Regions from separate parts of the Mus musculus genome. Here all the other regions are linked to region 1. The links are chromatin contacts, called in public capture Hi-C and promoter capture Hi-C maps. All regions are on one chromosome and are shown on one strand. Each heading gives the region's core, a stretch centred on a gene start, on an enhancer-like site or on the middle of the called end of the contact. The rest is flanking DNA. Distances are from core to core; before and after follow the strand shown. Region 1 holds the start of Naip2 (NLR family, apoptosis inhibitory protein 2). Region 2 holds the start of Smn1 (survival motor neuron 1). Region 3 holds the start of Serf1 (small EDRK-rich factor 1).

Region 1 (3,587 bases), core at 616-3,115:
AAATAAGGAGATCAAATAATAATAAAAATCCTTCTGTGTAAACAGAGCCCAGCTCCAGATAGATTCACAGAAGAATTCTACTGTACTTTCAAAGAACTCCAACCATTACTTTCAAATTATTCAAAGCATAGAGACACTTTCAATCCTCTTCGATTGGTATTTCTTTGGCACCAAAACGACATGGAGACACAGCAACACATCTCATGAGCACAGATGCAAACGTTCTCAATAAGATACTCACAAACCAAATAACAGCACATATCAAAGATTTCCTCCGATACAATCAAATTGGCTTTTACCCCAGAGATGCAGGGATGGCTCTACACTTGTATGTTAACAAATGTAATATAAATCACTGACAAACATTGCATAACCATCTATCATGAGAGATGCAAAAAAGGCCTTTGACAAAATTCAACATGGATTTATGATGAAAGTCCTAGAGAGAGAAAGACTGGAGGGAACACACTTCAACGTAATAAAGCCTGTGGATGACAAACTCATAGCCAACATCATCCTTACAGGACAGGGAAGCTGCACCCATGCACCCATGGTAGCTCAACAATATGGCTGGGTAAACAAGACCTGGAGAAGGACACCTGTATGACATGCCAGTGTGGACAGGGAAAATGTCACAGGGCCTCATCTCTGTAAGAAGAAGTGTAGGCTGCTGGGAGGAGAATTATTCTTCATCAGGGACAAGCCCTTAAAGTGTTATCTAATCACAAGTGCTCAGCCCCAAACACATACACATATGAGCAACAGTAGATGGACTCAGTAAGTGTGTGTGTGTGTGTGTGTGTGTGTGTGTGTGTGTGTGTGTGTGTGTGTGAGATAATTAAAGAAAGGCTCTGGAATTTGAGAGGCAGTTTGGTGGGATGGGAGAGGGGTGGGTTGAAATAATGTAAACAGAGTACTCAGATATGAAGTTATCAAATAATGAAATATAACAAAATGAAGAACACCTTCATATAAGCATATGGCCAATCCACCCACTTCAACACTCTCAAAGGAATATCAAATCTGCTTCTAGGTAGAGTTAAATCTTTCACATCATGCTTTATCAACCTCATTCAATTTGGAATTTTCCTAGCTACTACATTTTTGTGAAAGCTGCGGGTCAGGGCCTTGATTTATAGTGTTTGGCAGCCTCTAAGTTGGCACCATTCTGCCTCAGCTTTTTAAGTGTTGGACTATAAGCATGTGCCACCATACCTGGTCAAGTTGAATCTTTTAAGACAAGGCACACTCTTTCATCAGATAATATCCAGGAGGAGTTTCCTTAGTGAAATAGATACCACATATGACTATCCCTAACAAGGTAAAAACAAAAACAAAAACAAAACCCCTCCTTGTCATAAGTATTAAAATGACCAGCATTGGTCGCCTGGAGTTCTATCAATCCTCAAGTCTTTGACTAGTTATATTTACAGTTGTCTCATGATCTCTCTCTCTTTCTCTCTCTCTCTCTCTCCAAACACACACACACACACACACACACACACACACACACACACACACACACACACACACATCGTTTCCTTAGCAATTAAGAGACAAAGGTCATGTTCTTATCTATAGACACAGTTACCCAACGCTAGCTTCCTGCTCCTTCCCTGTAGAGAGGAGCTGGCCCTGCCTTGACAGACTAAGGCTAGGCTTAGTTACTTTCATTTCCCCTCGCACAGCCTGGAGTTACCTTTTCTGTTGCTGGGATAAAATAACCCTGACAAAAGCAGTTCACAGAAAAGAAGGCTTATTCTGGCTTACAGTATGAAGATCTGTATCTCAAGGTGGCACAGAAGGCTTGGCAGGAGCAGGAAGCCAGCTGGTCACAGTGCATCAGCAGCAAGGGGGCAGAGAAAATGAACAGGAAGTGGCACCAGGCTATAGAGTCTCCAGTGGCCCACACCCTCCACCATGCTCCACCTCTTAAAGGATCCAAACTCTTACCCAGCAGTGTCACCAGCTGGAAACCAAATTCTCAAACCATGAGCTGCCTGTGTGGGTATTTCACATTCAGACCACAGTGTAGGCCCAGACACAGTGTCTTCTACTAACATCTGCATCTGAACACCCTCCTTCCACCCTCTCTTTCCTGTCAACTTTTGTTTTTAATTTTCTAAAATTATTTTATTTACCATGTGTCTATGAACAGGGACTGTTTTTGATCTATCTTAGGAACTCACCAGGATCCAATGGGATCTTCACCTCAATGATTTATTCTAATCAGCTTACATAGATCCCACCTCGAAAACAATCAAGTTTCCACTCCTAGAATAGTACAATGGGTATTCCATTTCAACACCTGATCCTTTGATCCTTTATAGAACTCTCAAATCATCGTGAGATGGCTAATCTTGGTTTTCAACCTTACTACACTTTCAATCAAATAGAATTCAAACTCTGGGCATTTCTGAGAGTAGTTTTGTTGATCAGGTTACTTGAAGGAGGAAGACTCATTCTAACAGTAGGGAGTACTCTCTGGTAGCTGCCCAGATAAAAAGACACAGAAGAAGGACATTGGTGTGCCCTCACTATCACTGGGCAAGTTCATCTATCTTGTTGCTGTGGCACTTCTTCATTGGTATTAGAACCATCTCCTGCATGATTAAAAGGTAGACTGAAACCAGCAGCTTTTCAGGAATCCTCTAGGACTCCAGTGCCAAGTTGAGACTGCTGAGACATCCAGTCTTGTAGACTAAACAACTAACTACCAATTCTCAGCCATTCTAACAATGACTGTCACACACATCATAGGACAATATGTCTCACATAGCCATTGTTAGACTATCCAGACTATATCCTGTATGTCAGTCTCATAAATCCCATGTATTTGGTTATATATCCATATCTATCTATCTATCTATCTATCTATCTATCTATCTATCTATCTATCTACTGTCTGTCTGTCTGTCTGTCTATCTATCTATCTTTAAATGTAGACCTACATCTGTATAGCCTATCAGTTCTATTCCTTTAGAGAACTCTGACTAGAACAGAAGGGAGAGCTTGCTGGGAAAAAGGAGTAACAACTATAAAGCCCCTTGAGTAAGACTATATATAAATATTTTTGTTGCAGGGCATAAGTGAATCAGTCTCAAACTGACTAGGAAACATCCTAGCTTTTACAGTGCCAGAAGATGCTATGCAGACTGCAGGAAGTTGTGAGGAGGGCATCAATGATCTTCTCAGTGCTGGTCTCTGCTTGCTATATCACCACTATTCCACTAGGCCAAGGATTTCTTCTTGTGCAATAATGCCATGTCTTCGATGACATAGCAAACCTCATTCTGATTACATTTGAGGGCAGTCTACTGAAGGGAATTTCCTGCCTGGTTTTGTAATCCTTGTCCAAAGTTCATGGCTGGGGAGGTAGGTCATAGACCCTAGAGTAGACCCACTGTAGCACAAATAGAACACACATGCACACACACACACACACACACACACACACACACACACACACACACAGTCACTCACACCAGTTAATCAGTTAATCTTGAAATGCCTTGGATAACACAATGACTGGGCACTCTTAATTTTTTCTCTACTACCCCAGGCCCAGTCAGGGAAGTGGCCAGAGG
Region 2 (3,559 bases), core at 383-2,882, 77 kb before region 1:
AGTGTTCTCCTGTATTTCTTTAAGTGAGTTATTAAATTCCTTCTTTATGTCCTCTACCATCATCATGTGAAATGCTTTTAAATCCAGGTCTACCTTTTCAGGTGTGTTAGGATGCCCTGGACTGGGCGAAGTGGGAGTGCTGGGTTCTGATGATGGTGAGTGGTCTTGGTTCCTGTTAGTAGGATTCTTACGTTTACCTTTCGCCATCTGGCTATCTCTGGAGTTAGTTGTTATAGTTGTCTTTGTTTAGAGATTGTTCCTCTGTTGATTTTGTTACCCTCTACTAGCAGACGTGGGAGACTAGCTCTCTCCTCTGAGTTTCAGTGGTCAGAGCAGTCTCTGCAGGCAAGCTCTCCTCTTTTAGGGAAGGTGCACAGTTATCTGGTGTTTGGACCTCCTCCTGGCTGAAGATGAAGGCCCAAAACAGGATCTTTCCCAGAAGCTGTGTTGCTTTGGCCAGGAAGGTGGCCGGTTTTCTGGAGCCGAAGATGTCACCGCCTCCTCATTTTTTTAAATTGCAGGTTTTTGTGGTTTTGAGACATTGTTTCAGTGTTCTGTTGGGTAAATATCCCCTAATTTAGCTAAGGCACTCTGCCTTTTACCAGCTCAGTAGGATGTGTTTCCCAGATACTCTGTCCATGTCCGCAGCTGGGAACATTCTCTTAACAAACGATCTACACCCACATCACTATCAGTGTGCCCCTGGTCCAATTTTATTTTGTTAAATCCTGGAACACAAGAACCCACAAATCTCACTGGGCGCTTTTGGGATGCCCTATTGTCTATGCCCTATTCCAAGATCCCCTAAATTGTAGAAAACAGTGGGTTTTGCCAGGCTGTGCCCTGCCCTGGGAGAGTCCATCATAGTTTGAGACAGGGGCTCGCTGCAAACCTCTGACTGGCCTGGAACTTCGTATGTAGACCAGGCTGGCCCCAACTCATACCTGCTTGCCTCTGGAAACTCCACCCTACAAGCAGCTTCTGACTCCATCTTGAGGGAGGTGACTGAAACCTCTGGGTACACCAGAAATAGCACCATCTGCCAGGACTTATCTAGTTTTTTGTTTGTTTTCTACAGGCTGATAGGTGGCTTATTCCTGAGTCAATCTGTAAATTTATTGGGATAAATCAAAACTATGGTGGCACATGGGATATCGAAATTCTATCAGGAAAATCAGACTCAGGAATTTACCAGATATGCCAGATGAAGGAAATGGTCGACTCCCCTTACCTCAACCTTGGGCCCATTACAAAACAGACACCTAACACTGCAAAAGGCCCGATACCAACCCATCGTCTAATAATTGGTGTGTGCATCAAGAACCAGCAAACACAGGATGCCCTTATTGTGAAGGTTCATCCCAAACTCGGGAAGCTGAGGTAGCAAAGGCCAGCCTAGGCTATATAGCGAGGCTGACTTGAAAAATGAAAAGAAAAGGGCTGGAGGGAGGAAAATAAATTGGAAGAAAACAGAGGGAAAGGTTAAAAAAAAAAAAAAGAACTAGAAGACAGGTGGAGGGGAGAAAGAGAAAAGACAGATGTGGGAGGAGTGAGTTGGAAGCGTGTAGGAGGTCTCTGGCTGCCTCCGGGCCACCGTACTCTTCCGGTCCCAGAAGCCCCATGACGGAAGTCGTCATTGAGTGAGCCCGGCAGCGTCCGTGGTAGCAGGCCATGGCGATGGGCAGTGGCGGAGCGGGCTCCGAGCAGGAAGATACGGTGCTGTTCCGGCGTGGCACCGGCCAGGTGAGGTCGCGGCTCGGCGCTAGCACTCGGAGCGCTGCCCGAGACCGAGGCGGTGCGAGCTCGGGCCACATCCGCAGGCGGCTCCTGGTGCAGCTCGGGCGCCGGCGAGGCTGTGAGCCACGCTTTGGTCCTGTGTGACTGTGAGGGGATGTGCAGGAACGGGGACAGGCTGGCTGAAGCAAGGCAACCAGATAGGAGCCATTGGAAAGCTCCAGATTTAGGTCAGGATGAAGATGTTCACAGGGACTTTAGACTAAAATGCTGGTTTTCTGGATCCAGTTTTGTAACCGGAAAGACCAAGTGTTGCAAACAACAGTTGATAAAGTTTGAGAGAGAGGGATAACTAAAGTTGCCCGGAGTAGTTGAAAGTTGCTATTGACTGCATTGCATTCAAATGTATACGACAGCAGATCCGAGGCAGGGTTGGTGGTGCACGCATAATTACATGCACAAACACTTGGGAGATGGGGGCCGGAGGGTCGGGAGTTCAAGATCCTCGGTTACAGCGTGAATTCCGGACCAGCCTAAATTACAGGGAGACTGTAGAAGTAAGATAAACACTGGTAAGTACGAGGGCAAATCAGAGCCAAGTTGGTGGACTGTGCATGTGATCAGTCCCAGCTCCTGAGGCAGGAATGTGAAGTTGAGTCTAGCCTGGGAAACAACATACTCCATCTAACGAAGTTTAAAACATTAGGACCTCGGTCGTCTTATGGTATGGCAACTGATTTCTGCTTGGGGCTTGGGGTGGGAGAAGAGAATTCTGGGCAGCTTTGGGCAGTGCTGCATTTCCTTCTTTGGGGGACAGCCCAGCAATTCCTATTCTGAATAAAGCTTTGCCCTTTGTCCTCAGGGGAGCCCTGGCGGTCTGGTTCTCTCCTTAAAACCACAAGGTTCCTGTGCTAATTTGTCATCGTGGTAACTTCTTCATGCCCAGGGTGATGGGTCATGTTTACAATCTCAGGGGTAATCTTATTGATTGCAGCTTCTTTCTTGTTGCTGTTTTGTTGTTTTGAGACAGGTCTCACAGGGTAGCCTTAGGAGACTTGGAACTCTCCATGTAAGCCAGGCTGGCATCAAACTCAAGGAGATTGCCCCGTCTCAGCCCCCCCTCCCGCCCCCATTTGAATCAGGGACACATTCCATAACCTAAATTGGCCTGGAATTCAATATGCTAGACTGGCCTGGAGCTCTTGGCAACCCTACTGTCTCCAGCTCCGGGATATTGGGATTGTAGATTATAGATATGAGCCATTTTAATTTGTAGTTCATGGTTTTGTTTTTGTTTGTTGGTGTGCTTGTTTGTTTGTTGGGATAGAGTTTTATGTTGTAGTCTATGCTGTCTGGGAACCCACTATAGCCCAGACCAGTTTTGCCTTGGCAGTCCTCTGCTTCTACTGAGTACATTGAGGCTTTCTTAGGTGCTAGGATCTCTGTGTTCGTGCGTGGTGACTTTCTAGAAATGTATCTGCCTGTAACACACACTCTGAGTGTCTGGGCTGTAGGCATTGCTGGGGGTTGATCTAGGGACTTTGAGCTACTTCCCCAGTACTTCCTATTATCTGTTTTTTATTAAGCACATCTATCTATAACTTATTTTTTATTTTTTCTCCCTCTTCAGAGTGATGATTCTGACATTTGGGATGATACAGCATTGATAAAAGCTTATGATAAAGCTGTGGCTTCCTTTAAGGTATGAAATGGTTAATCATTTTTTTCCTTATTTCCTCAGGTCATACATTTTGTAAAGAAAGAGAGAGAAGAAAAATAAACTTGAGCACATTGAGGCTTTCTTAGGTGGTGGGACCTGTTATGT
Region 3 (3,482 bases), core at 373-2,872, 94 kb before region 1:
TCCCAGTGACCATGGCAGCTAGTTCACAAATGCCTCTCAGTCCAGCTCCAGGGGAGCCAACACACACACACACACACACACACACACTAAAAAAAAAAAAAACCCAAGCAAACAATAGTCTAGTTTTCTCCAGCGTTTGCCATGTCCTTCAGGATCTCTGAAGACAGAGTCAAGATCTCATTAAGCAGCCTTGGCTGTCCTGGAACTCTGCTTGGTGTGTAGACTAGGAATTCACCAAGACCTATCTGCCTCTTCCTCTGAAATGAAAGGCACACTCCTGGTCCTCTGGCAGAAACTCTCAATGTACTCTGTGTGCATGGTGTACATCCTTGTAACTTGAGAACTCAGAAAACATAATTTCAGATATACATTCAGTCAAAACACCTATACATATAAAATAGATTTTATACATATATTTTTTTATTTTCAATTGAAGATTATATTATCTTATACCCAATGTTCCCAAAATTTGACTAGAAAAAATATAGAAATTTTCAGTAATTTCAGCAAAGTGTTATGATACATAATTGACTTACAAAGTTTACCAGTCTTAATACATATGAGTAACAAGCATGCTGAGAAAGAGATCATGGCACGCTCCTCTTCCCAGTCTCTCAAATAAAATAAAATATTTAGAATATACATAACAAAAGAGTTTTAAAAAAAACCCTCTACAATGAAAACTTTAAATGTGTGAAGAAAGAGTTTAAGAAACATACTCGAATTTGAAGACCTCCCAAGTGTATACCTTGGTAGAATTAATATTTTGAAAAAAAGACCTTTCTACCAAAACAACTTACAGATTCAATGAAATCACAATCAACATCCTCATCACATTCTTCACATAAGTAGGAAGAAAATTCTCTATTTGATATGGAACAACAAAAGACCCAGAATAGCCAATTAGTCATAGATAAGTGTTTGTTTCTATGCGTTCTGCCCGTTTTAAGTGCTAAGTGCATCTGTCTATGACCCCAACTTTTATACATCCGTTTCCATTAGGACTGCACTTTCAGTCCAGACATTCCGTCTCTTGATGCTTTTTCTCTAAACTAGGTCACGTTAACACGGACAGTTGGAGTACACCGTAGCATCATCTATACTTTTGTATGTTTTAAAAATATTCCACAATAAAACTCTTAAAAATACCCAGGCAAATTCGGTGTCCAGACTATCTCAGTTTGTAATAGTGGACAGGCAAGAAAGTAAGTCTCAGCTCAAGAAATGCAACCCAGGGAGGGGGTGGGACTCAGGGTGTCCCTCAAGATAGGCAAGCATCCCCTACCCCCATGAGCCACACCCCTCAGCCCTATGCAAGCATTCTGACTTGTTTCAGCTCTTATGTAGATTATAAAGTTATTCTGGGCGACTTTGGCTCCCGTTCAACCACAGAGCCTGAGCTTAGAGCTAAAGTTCTGTCCATCCGGAGGGCACCGGAAGAAAGGTGCAATGAGCAGGCTTGGAGCCCGCGCGAAATCCACCCTTCTGTCCTTGTTAGGTCTTTTCTGCCAGATGAGGAACGTAAAGCCCACCTTCAGGGTAAGGCTGCTAAGTAAGGAGGCGAGTGCGCGCGCGGACGCCTCGCTGACAAGGGACGCGCGGGGCGGTGGGGCGTGGGGACCGCGCACGCGCAGTGGCTCACCGGCCACGCCGCGGCTGTTGTGGGTCGGTGGGCGGGGCGGCTGGCTGGCCGAGCGAGGCGTCGCCACATCGAGGGCCCTTGTGGGGCTCAGCCTTCTTCAGCGCCCGGCGGCAACGGCTGAGCGTGCAAAGCCGCCGTTTGCTTCTCCAGGTCGCTGTCTTCCAGTCTCCGGCCGGTGGACAGCATGGCCCGTGAGTCTGCGGGCGGTTGGAAAGACGCGGAGGCTCGGGGAGGGACGGCGCCGAGCGGCCGGGGGAGGAGCGGGAGCTGGCTGGGAGGAGGAAGAGACGCAAACGCCACCTCGTGCTTGTGGCGGGCGGGACGCGGGCTCCAGGTGGGACAGGTGCCCGCCTCCTAGGTGCGGGTGTGCGTGAGGACCGCGCCCACCGGGAGCGTGGGCGGCTGCCCAGCGGGACCAGTCCGCTGAGACGTAGCGGGCGCCTGAGGTCTGGAAGCCCAGGGTGCCCTCCAGCTCTTTTGTCCTCGAAGGTACCTTTCCTTGAGCTCAGCCTCTGCTGGCTTTAACAGCCAAACTGGATCTTCACACACCTATCAAAGCCAGAACTTATTTTTGAGTGAGGCCTGTGTACACAACCACTGGGATGGAGATGGAGATATATATAATTTAATTTTTGTTTTGGTTTTCGAGAAGGGTTTTGTTGTATACCCCTGGCTGTCCTGGAACTCAGTCTGTAAACCAGACTGACCTCAAATCTCAAATTCAGAGATCTTGCCTGCTTCTGCCTCCCGAGTGCTGGGCGCAAAGGCGGCGTTACTTGACACCTATGCTGTTGTGGTAATATACTTAACTTCTCGAGTGTTTCTTCCTAAGCTACCCCCTGGTCAATCTGGGAATAACTAAAGATACTCTGCTTTCTTGCTGATAAAAATAAAACTTTAAGGCTCCTATAACGAAGGACTCTTTACTATTAAGTATTCATATTGTTGAGGGTGGGAAAAAAGCATGCCTGTTTATCATTGTAGGTGGAAATCAAAGAGAAATTGCCCGACAGAAAAACATGAAAAAGACCCAGGAAATTAGCAAAGGGAAAAGAAAAGAGGACAGCTTGACTGCCTCTCAGAGAAAGCAGAGGTGAGTAGTGCTAATAGAATGTTTAAGTCAGTGGCCGTTTGACTGCGGTATTTTCAGAATGAGTGAAGAACGTGTTTAAACCCTTCCTGGAACTGAGCCTTGCCTACAGTTCAGGGTTAACACTGTGTGTCTGTGTAAGAACACTGAAACCATGCATTGTAGTTATTGTCCTATCCTATGGCTGAAGAATGCCACGCCCTGAAACTATCATGTCTGCAGAAACACTCTTACAGCAACTACAAACTGTGAGAACTTTATTGTAGAAAGTAACAAACATCCTCTATATGTAAACACTGTTGCATGAATGGGATACAATGTTTCCAAAACTGACAGCTTGGCCCAAGCCTCTTAATGAAAGAGATGAGTGTCAAAAATCAATTATGGGCTTCAGGAGTCCATTGGGGATGGAGAAAGTGTTTGGACACCAGATTCTTAGAAGATGTTATGCTACTCAGGCCAGCACAGGCTAAAGAGACCTACAGACAAGACCTTGTCTTTAAAAAGTAGGGACGTAGCTCAGCAATAGAGAACACTTGCCTAACATCTGTAGCACTTCAGATCATTTCCTATGGCAAGTAACTGCCACAGACACACTTTAATGCCCTGGGCAATGCTAATAAGTTGTCATCCTAGGACTCGGGGCAGATGCAAGAGAATCAGGAGTTTGAGGCCAGCCTGCACTACGTGACAAGATACTGTCTCAAAGAAAGATAATCGCTTTGACTTTTTTTTTTTTTTTTTTGGTTT

Evidence for each region. Capture Hi-C pulls out chosen DNA fragments and counts their contacts.
Region 2: a contact with region 1 is called in a promoter capture Hi-C map of liver. The contact joins the promoter of Smn1 here to the promoter of Naip2 in region 1. A contact is called at or near these places in 5 of 39 promoter capture datasets (the C10 cell line, the HPC-7 cell line, macrophages and 2 more), 1 of 15 datasets of contacts at CTCF or cohesin (pro-B cells), 1 of 484 Hi-C or Micro-C datasets (embryonic stem cells), 5 of 115 datasets of contacts at active chromatin or transcription factors (the HPC-7 cell line, bone marrow-derived dendritic cells, bone marrow-derived macrophages and 1 more) and 4 of 9 other capture datasets (adipose tissue, liver, macrophages and 1 more).
Region 3: a contact with region 1 is called in a capture Hi-C map of macrophages, with 4 times the contacts expected there. The contact joins the promoter of Serf1 here to the promoter of Naip2 in region 1. A contact is called at or near these places in 6 of 39 promoter capture datasets (the C10 cell line, the HPC-7 cell line, liver and 2 more), 1 of 15 datasets of contacts at CTCF or cohesin (pro-B cells), 2 of 484 Hi-C or Micro-C datasets (the N1E-115 cell line and embryonic stem cells), 2 of 115 datasets of contacts at active chromatin or transcription factors (both in bone marrow-derived macrophages) and 3 of 9 other capture datasets (adipose tissue, liver and macrophages).

What each region holds. Positions count from the first base shown.
Region 1 is chr13:100,200,257-100,203,843 of GRCm38.p6, forward strand. It overlaps Naip2 (NLR family, apoptosis inhibitory protein 2), which reads right to left and starts at 1,866. Exons shown (of 16, transcript NM_001126182.2): 1 at 1,771-1,866.
Region 2 is chr13:100,123,223-100,126,781 of GRCm38.p6, forward strand. Smn1 (survival motor neuron 1) reads left to right here and starts at 1,633. Exons shown (of 9, transcript NM_011420.2): 1 at 1,633-1,743; 2 at 3,365-3,436. The coding sequence starts at 1,672.
Region 3 is chr13:100,106,397-100,109,878 of GRCm38.p6, forward strand. It overlaps Serf1 (small EDRK-rich factor 1), which reads left to right and starts at 1,623. Exons shown (of 3, transcript NM_011353.2): 1 at 1,623-1,833; 2 at 2,627-2,735. The coding sequence starts at 1,827.